2 separate regions of the Sus scrofa genome follow, and region 1 is linked to region 2. A link is a contact called in public HiChIP or PLAC-seq data. All regions are on one chromosome and are shown on one strand. Each heading gives the region's core, a stretch centred on a gene start, on an enhancer-like site or on the middle of the called end of the contact. The rest is flanking DNA. Distances are from core to core; before and after follow the strand shown. Region 1 holds the start of GUCY1B3 (guanylate cyclase 1, soluble, beta 3). Region 2 holds the start of GUCY1A3 (guanylate cyclase 1 soluble subunit alpha).

The links. HiChIP or PLAC-seq counts read pairs in DNA pulled down with a chosen protein or histone mark.
Region 1: a contact with region 2 is called in an H3K27ac HiChIP or PLAC-seq map of skeletal muscle, with 5 times the contacts expected there. The contact joins the promoter of GUCY1B3 here to the promoter of GUCY1A3 in region 2. A contact is called at or near these places in 6 of 47 Hi-C or Micro-C datasets (adipocytes, brain, embryonic fibroblasts and 3 more) and 1 of 2 datasets of contacts at active chromatin or transcription factors (skeletal muscle).

What each region holds. Positions count from the first base shown.
Region 1 is chr8:44,542,731-44,547,170 of Sscrofa11.1, forward strand. GUCY1B3 (guanylate cyclase 1, soluble, beta 3) reads left to right here and starts at 1,764. Exons shown (of 14, transcript NM_001018032.1): 1 at 1,764-1,775; 2 at 2,403-2,476. The coding sequence starts at 1,773.
Region 2 is chr8:44,446,820-44,451,141 of Sscrofa11.1, forward strand. GUCY1A3 (guanylate cyclase 1 soluble subunit alpha) reads left to right here and starts at 2,596. Exons shown (of 9, transcript NM_001018033.1): 1 at 2,596-2,677.

The sequences.
Region 1 (4,440 bases), core at 514-3,013, 95 kb after region 2:
CCTTTTACTTAGTGCAGGTGCAGCATGGCTCTATTATTGTTCAAAGGAAGATCGGTGGAGATATGATTAACAGTCTTTTTAACAAGTTAAAAAAACATTACATCTACATAGAAAGAAAATAAAAATGTACAGGTCATGATACAAAAAACAAAAGTCTTGGTTCCTCCAACCACCGGTTCAATAGGCATCTCAAAACTTCACTATGCATCTCCTCAGGAGGTTACATTTATAGCAATGCATGTGCTCTTATTATTCAAGTAGCACCTTACTCTACACAACCATTTCATATACCAAAAAATTGAAGGTGATTGCACAATCTGTCACCTGTTTTTTTTTTAACAATGTATCTTTCTGTATGATTATATAGCCAGCTTTTTTTTCATGGCTGTATAGTGTAATGGCCTATTTTAATAGTTAAAACTAATAGTTAATATTAAATAACTGTTTAATATTTTAATGATTATATAAAGTGTTGTATGAAAGCCTCTAATTTATTTAAACATTCCACCATTGGTAATAGAAGGTCGTATTTTGATAGGTTATTTGTTGTCATTTGTTTGCTATATAATATTTCTGTATCAACTATGTCTATAATATTTCTTTGTCAACCATATCAACTATGGTCTCTGGTACAGAAGCTGGTAGTTTTACTGGTTTGACATTTTCTCTATTTGCATCATAGAATACCTTCCTGACTTCTCAGCTCCACTGAGACCTAGAAACCAGGCTTGTCTTTCTTTCCTCATTTTTGGCCTAATAATAGTCAACAGTGTCCATGTACCGCATAGAGTTTTAATCAACAGTTTCTGCTCTATCATCTTCTCCCTGTGATGGGGCTCAGGGCATTAACTAAACTAAGTGCTTGGTAGAATGGAGACCCAGAGATTAAATTAAAAGTCTGCTCATTTTGTACTGGCCGTTTCCAGTTCAGCAGTTCGCTCTGAGAAACAGTAACAGAAGCCAAATTACAGACAGTTGAAGACTTCCTGGAGTGTAGTTCCTGGCTGTGCATTCGGCTCAGGTGTCACACCAGAATCAAGCCCAGAAGGTCCATGGTTCTGGCGGGGCAGTTTAAGTCATGGACAGAGCTGGTTTTGACATGACCTTCCTCCAAAGTATTTTAGCTGGCACACCAAACTAGTCTCATTGACTAAAGGTGAAATATGTTATGCACAGTATTATTAGCTTTCAGAATGCCATAAACTGTGGAGGGACCAAGCCACAAAGGAAGTGTTTATCTCCAATATGCAACATGAGGGTGCTGCCCACGAGGGTGTATTCCTTTTAAGGCTTGTGTATTGCAAGGCACACACAGACACACAGACACACAGACACACACACACGCGCGCGCGCGCATGCACTTCCTTAGTTTTTGCTACCCCTGAGGGCAGACCTTTGGATAAGAATACATTTGTTGGGACAACAGCTGCATTCTCCCTGCCCCAGAATTTATGCCAGGAGCAAGGCTGTGGCTTCTCTGCAGTCACTGTGGTGGCCTCAAATGAAAGCCCTGTCACCAGGGCCGGGGCGGGAGGGCACTGGAGCGCGGCTGCACCCGGAGCATCCGAATTCCCTCCTCGGCTGCCGATTGGTTGGAAGCTGGGAGGCGGTGGCCAGCCCGGCGGCTCGACTCTTGGTTGCTGCGAGGAGGTGGCAATCAGGCCGGGCCAGGCCGGGCGCCGGTTCCAGCTCGACGCGGCGCCTCGGGCTCCTGCCCGGTCGCTCCAGAAGCCGCCGCCCGGGTTTCTCCGCCAAGCCGGTGAGCAGACACCATGGTGAGTGCTCTCAGCCGGTCAGGCTGTCTCCCATCCGCCCGGGCCTGGCTGCCCAAGGGACCCCGGCCGACCTCCCGGAGACGCGCTCGGGGGCCAGGCGAGCGCACTGCCTGCTGCGGGGGCAGCCTACAGCTTGCACCTAGAGCGGGGAGGTGGGAACGTCGGGGGTCGCGGAGGGGGCGCTCGTGCCTTTGCTTCCGGGGGTCCACATCGCGCTTCGCTGCACCTAGCTCTGGAAGGGAGTACAGCCGAGGCGCCGGGGCCCCCGGCTCAGGCCCGCCCGGCTGGTGGGGGAGCTGAGAGTTGGCGGCCGGCCGAGGAGGCGTCGGACTCGCGTCCCCTCAGCCAGTCTCTACTGGATGTCTCTGCATGGTGACAGGTGAGCGGGTTAGGAGGTGGCTTGGGGGTGGGGCGGCGATGACGGAAAGGATCCGACCCTGAGTGGGGCGTGGGTTGCACCCCTGTGCGGCGGGTCTTAAGCACCAAGGACCCCCAAATATGGTGGAAGCAGGGGGCGAGGTACAAGGTCCAACCAGCGTTGGGGCAGCAGATAAGGCCGCCTAGCCCCCAAGCTCCATTCCCACCCATGGTTTGGTCCCTGACACTCGTCTTTCCTTGTCCCCGCAGTACGGATTCGTGAATCACGCGCTGGAGCTGCTGGTAATCCGCAATTATGGCCCGGAGGTGTGGGAAGACATTAAGTAAGTGACCAGCTCCTCATGCTCACACCCGCGCTGGCGGAGCGTGTGGGGTTCCCTTGCTTTTCCTGCGTTCTCCTTTTCTTGGCGGGGTCGCGGCGCGCATCCTCAGCACTGCCTCCCCCGCTCTCTCGGTTGCAGCTGCGCTCCCACGCTCCGGAGCCGGACCCGGAGAGGGGGGGTGGCGGGGCGGGGCTGCGGGGCAGAGAGCCGGGGAAGGGGCCCCTGGGGTCATCGCGGCCTCTCGACCCGGCCTGAGCGTGGGAACTAGCTGCCTGCGCCCCGGCGGCTCCCAGGCTCAGCAGGCCGGGCGGCTCCCACGCCGAGAGGGACCTCCGGGACCACAAAGGCCTCCGCGACTCTTAGGCTCCCAGAGACCTTCGAAAGGATGGAAAGACCGGCTAGCTTGCAGTTAACACACCTTGCGGACATATGCAATAGTGAAGCCTTTTTCTATATGCTGAAACTCACTTTTGAGACTGTTTATTGAGCCTCTGTGAATCGAGTGCATTTATTTATCTAAAATGACCCCGCCCAACCCACTTTTTTTTTTTTTTTCAGTTTCTACTGTGGTAAAGGCTGTCAGTTGTAGGAGGGCATCCTAGTTTCAGTCCAGACATGTGAGCCCAGTACTCTGAATGTCAAAGCAAATACCGCAGCCACTTGAGAGTTTAAACCTGTGGCAATGGTGGGTCCTCATCTCTGTGGAGGCACTGAGCGTTTCAGTCGAACAGTGTCCCTTTTTACTTCTCTCCCTCTGGTGAAATTTGCATTTAACGTGTGCAAATGACCACAGCCAAGTATCCACACCAAAATCCTCTACTGTATGGATTTGCATATTGGGACAATAATATAACTGCCACATTCAAACAGAGGTGGAGAGCATGGTTACCCGAGTGGGCAGAGACCACATTGTCGTTATTTAGTCTTATTTCCTGTACTCACTGATTTCATTTTGTTATATCCAGTAGGTGATGCTTCCGTGCCGTTCTTTCCTAAATGTATTACAATTAGTAGCAATCAATTCTAATAGGCTTTTTTGTGAAGTTACTTGGCAGTGATTTCTTATACATATCTGTTTCCATGGCAATGACTAGGATTAAATATTAAGCAGTAGAATGCAACTTTTCCTTCCCTTGGGTCTGTATCTCTGAGTATTGTTTCATGTTCCATAAGCCATTTATGTTACCCACAGAGCACATCTACATATCATAGAGAGAAGTGGAGATTTGGCAATTATGAGGTTCAATCAAATGAGAATCCAGGCACTTAAAGCTTACTCTGGCATTTCTTTCTATCTACTTTATAAATAGCTTCCTAATTTTTACCTTGCTTGGTAGACAGAGTTATAGAGAAGGCAGACATCAAGAGAAAGACTTTAAAGAGTATAACCTACGTATAGGACTATTTTTAAGCTCCTTTCTTTGTGAATTTATGAAAACATCATGTATTATCCCTGGCGATATTTTTCTCAACTGTGAGAAATTCCCAAATTTCCTGGTGGCTGCGTGTTGACAATGAATATGTTTAGAATTTTGAAAGCACAATAAAAGATCGTTGTTATGTTTCAACACTCTTATGTAGGTTAACTGGATTTGGAACATGTGTCTTACCCATTATCAGTGTAGATCATTGTCAGATACAGAGATGAAAAGGTATACTTCATAGAGAAATGTGTTGGAAATTAAAATTAAATTATCAAGTGATTTGTTTATATTGGCCATATTTCCCACATGGAAAGTTAAAATATCCAGACATTTACAAATTCCACAAATGTGAGAACTTCACCAAATCACACTAAGAATATTGTTGCATTCTACTTAAAAAGTATATTAATTTTTAATTGGACATCATATCTTCTAACTCATGAATTGATTTTTAAGTAACATCAAGCAGTATTCTTAATCTATTTAAGCACTAATAATTTAAATCATACAAAATCTTTTTCTGATAAAATGAAGCAAATC
Region 2 (4,322 bases), core at 1,346-3,845:
GCAACAAAGCTTTTTCTTTTTCCTTTTTTTTTTTTTTGGTTTTTGTTTTTGAGGACCACACCTGTGGCATATGGAAGTTCCCAGGCTAGGGGCTGAACTGGAGCTACAGGTGCTGGCCAATACCACAGCCACAGCAACGCCAGATCCAAGCCATGTCTGCGACTTAGACCATAGCTCATGCTGTATCCCAGACCCACTGAGTGAGGCCAGGGATCGAACCCACATCCTTATGGTTAGAAGCTGGATTCCTTTCCACTGCGCCACAACAGGAACTCCAACAAAGTATTTTTAGTTCAAGTATATTCATTGATTTTTTTTTAGACAAAATGCTATTGCACATCTAGACTACAGTATATTGTAAGATAACTTCTACATGCACTGGGAACGAAAAATTTGTGAGTCAATTCATTGCAATATTTGCTTTATTTTGGTGGTCTGGAATGTTGCCTACAGTGTCATTAAGGAATGCATACATCCTCTAGCTGAGAGTTACCTTTGGTAAACTGAGTAGGTCCTGTAGAAATTACTGAGCTTAAATGCAATCCTGACCAAGGTGTTTGGTGTGCTTAGAATTTGAGGATGGTAGAGGCAGGAATGAATGGGTAAAACAAATTACGATCCAGGATGAAAGGCATGTTGAGGAGAGTAATGCCAGTAAAGAAAAATGAAAACAAAAGCAAACTGGCTTTATATAAGATTACAATGCATGAAAATTAGAGGATATGCAAATGAGGCCATGTGGCCTCAGCATATATTTCCACTCATCTGCTTGTACTTTTTTTTTTTTTTAAATTTACTTAGAAAATGATTCTATGCCCTTCTTGACGATCTGGGTCATGCCTTCTCACCTCTTGGCCTTTGCTTGCAAGTTTGCCTCTTCCTGAAAAACACAAAACCAAGGACAAAAACTTTCTCTGTTTTTTCTTTTCCCAAATAGTATCTACCTTTGAAGGCCTAATGCTAATGATGCTCCCTTATGAAGCATTTCCTCTGTTGGAGAGATTTCTTCTTTGAGCTTTCAAATCATTAACTTCATCTTTCTTAAAATGGTACGAGATCCTCTTTCAAATATGCATTACTGGATATTCCTTTTTATTTTCTCCTCTAGGTCTTAAATTCTAAGTACTCCGAGGACAAAAGCCCTTTTGACCTAAGACATGATCATGCACTGAGAGTAGAGAAACAGGTTTCAGAGATGGCAGAACCAAAAAACGCAAACTTAGAGCTCCGGACTTTTGCCTGATACTAAGGCAAAGTTTAGTTGGATAACCTTTTTTTTCTTATTTAGATTTTATTTTTTCCTGCTTATTCTGACTGATGTTTGCAATGAGGAGACCACAGTTGTCAAGGCTGGGAAGTGAGTGGAAATGGAACAGATTACATGGATGGGTTTGGGGAAAAAGATAAGAACTGGAGATAATGTGAACAATTTGTAAGTTTCTGGGTGTGAAAAAATACCACAATAATCTCAGGAATAATTATGAATTCACAATGAAACAACATAATGGAGTTGTTTTTTTTTTAAGTCAGGAAGGTGACTTAAAACATTTATGTAAGAACTCATTTTTCTGTGCTAGGATACACACACACACACACACACACACACACACACACACACACACACCCTACTCACCCAAAAAACAGAACCAAAAGTTCTGAAGCAAGCAGAAGCAGGACCTTACTGGAGAGATGAAAATGATCTGCAACCATAGAATTGCATTTGCAAAAGGAGTAGATTGGTTTTAACCCGAAAACCGGGACAAGAAAACCATCCATGCAGACATCAATTTCCCAGCAGGAATGTCGGAGTTTCTAACTACAGTAAACCACAGTTTTTCCGGACCAGTGCACAGTGGGGAAAAAAAAAAAAAAAAAAAAAAAAATTAAATCGGCTAAATTTCCCTTGAGTCCCCTCCCTCCTTTTCCTTTCTTTTCCAGTGTCCCTGTCCCCTGGTCTCTTTCTCCACACAGAAACTGCTGAGAAGGCAACTAGGCGGCTGGAAAGCTCAATGCCCCTGCCCTAGTCTGGTCGCGGTGGGTGGGACTCAGCATCGAGCTGGTTTTCCACGAGTAGGTTTCATGCAGTTTTCCTGCTCTTTGGTTGCCCTAGACTTTAGGCAAAAAGCAGAGAGTCGCCGCGGGAGCCATACCAGGCCATCAACACCTGCGGGGAAGGGCGAGCCACGAGGGGGCAGGGGACTGTGTCCAGAGTGACCTCGCCGTGGTGTGTCTCAGCCGCTACTTTCTTTTTCAGTCTTTCGGTGCTGGGAAGGGGAGGGGTTCCCAATAGAAGTCAAAGGCAGCTGGGAGAGTCTCTGCGGGGGATCCTTGGGGCAGTCCAAGAGGGAGGGAGGAACGGACGGAGAGAGAGAGAGGAGAGGGAGAGACCAGGGCCAGAGCTGATTGAGCCTGGGGCGCAGCGCGGGAACCGGGTTTGCTGCACGTCGCGTCGCGCCCCGCCTGTTGAGCCGGGAGACCGGAGTAAGCGCCAACGCCGCACGGGCAGTGGGGGCACTGGCACAGAGACTGGCAGGTGCCACCGCAGGGTCCCCTTTCCCGCCCACCACCTCCTTCCCTTGCCGCCCACTCTTCCTGCGTTCTCAGTGCGGATTTGCGGGGTGCGTCCTGGAGCTGCTGGCGGTTCAGGAACGAAGCCCAAGGTCGGGGAAGCCATAGGGTAAGCAGTCGCCGCGTACCCACGAGGGTCGGGGCTTCCCGGAGGAGCGACCCACGCCGCGGAAGCCCGGCCGGAGCATACCCCCCTTTCCCCCGGGAAGCCCTCCTATGCTCCCAGTCGCCCAGCCCGGGGGCCGGGCCCGGTTCCCACGCCGGGGAAGGGCGAGGGAGCAAAGGAGACGACGCCGGGGGCAGCTCAGGGCCCGGGGGACCCGTGGCGGCTGAGGGCGGAGGGCTGGCCGGGGGTGGGCGCCCAGCAGCGCCGTGTTGGCGGCTGCGCTTGCGGGGCCCGGGCGTGAGAACGTTGGGAGCCGGGACTCTCTTCTCCCACGGCCGGGGCGCTGAGGCCTCAGGGAGCCGGGGCCGCTGAGGGCCGCCCGGAACTCAGAACCCGTGGGGACTGAGGCCGCACCCGGCGTCGCCGCAGCTTCGTCCTGCAGAGCTGCGCTGGTGAGTGAGCGCATCTCGCTCCTGGAGAGCAGAGGACTGTGATCGCGGCGGCACTTAGCCAAGGCAGCCTGCAAACTTCCAGTGGGGCTGCTTGGGCTCCCCAGGTGTGAGACTGTGTGCCTGTGTGTATGTATCTGAGCGCGTATGAGCGCGCGTGTGAATTTCTGCTTGGCGGTCTGATTTCTCATTGTGACTGCAACACTTTGGAGAACGGCGAGCAGAGGGGGCACCACCATCTCTGCGTAGGGGCTGTGCGGGGAGATTGTGCTTGGTGGGCTGAGCAGCCTCGCCTGGGCATTTGTTTGGGGGCTGCGTTGCCATGCGGTCATGTGATTTCAGGCTCTGAATTTTTGTGCATCATTCTTTTGCTCAATCATTTCACAGGGTTGTTCCTGCATTCTTCATCCGTGCACTTGATAAACAGTTTTTGTTTTCTAAAGTAAACCAGAAGGTTGAAAGTGTCGCTTAATTATGACCGAGGCATCTTGGCTTCCAACATACTGAAAAGCCCTCTGAATTTTAAATAGAACACGTCTATGTGTAGTTTACATTAAAGCTTCATGTATAACATATCAGAGGGGAATTTTCAGGGTCTGAAAATTGGTGATGATGGAGATTTCATTAAATGTTTACCTACTTACTAGAACTGGACTTAATAGGAACGTCGTTAACCATCTGATGACACATAGATAAACGCTGGAGCGTTCAGTGATGGGTAGAAATTTTTGGTTTGTAGTGTAGAAGTGATCTGCTGCTTTTCCTAAAATGGCTATTTTTTTTTTCTTTCAGGAGTTGTTATTCCAGGCACTATATTATAAAGAGTGGTAAAAATCAATAATAGTAACAATATAACAAAAATATCAATGTCTAAAGTTTCAAAGTGAACCTTAATTTGTCAAAAAGCTGCATAAACTTTATTACGCTTTCAGTTGGAGGTTGCCCCTGTTGACTGTACTCTCTATCTGAGCAATTATTAAACAGCTCCGTCTGTGGATTGCTTCAAGGGGTCCTATAGTCCCTAAACTTTTATTTGAACATTTGAGTCACTGCATTTTTAGGGAGATAATCCAGAGTTCTCAGATATCCAGAGAGATCCTTGACTCAATAAGAAAATAAGAATCACAGCATTAAAATATGTAAGCTATACTTTCTCATGTCAAAAAAGTAGGCTCTCTCTATAAAGCCTGTAGACATAA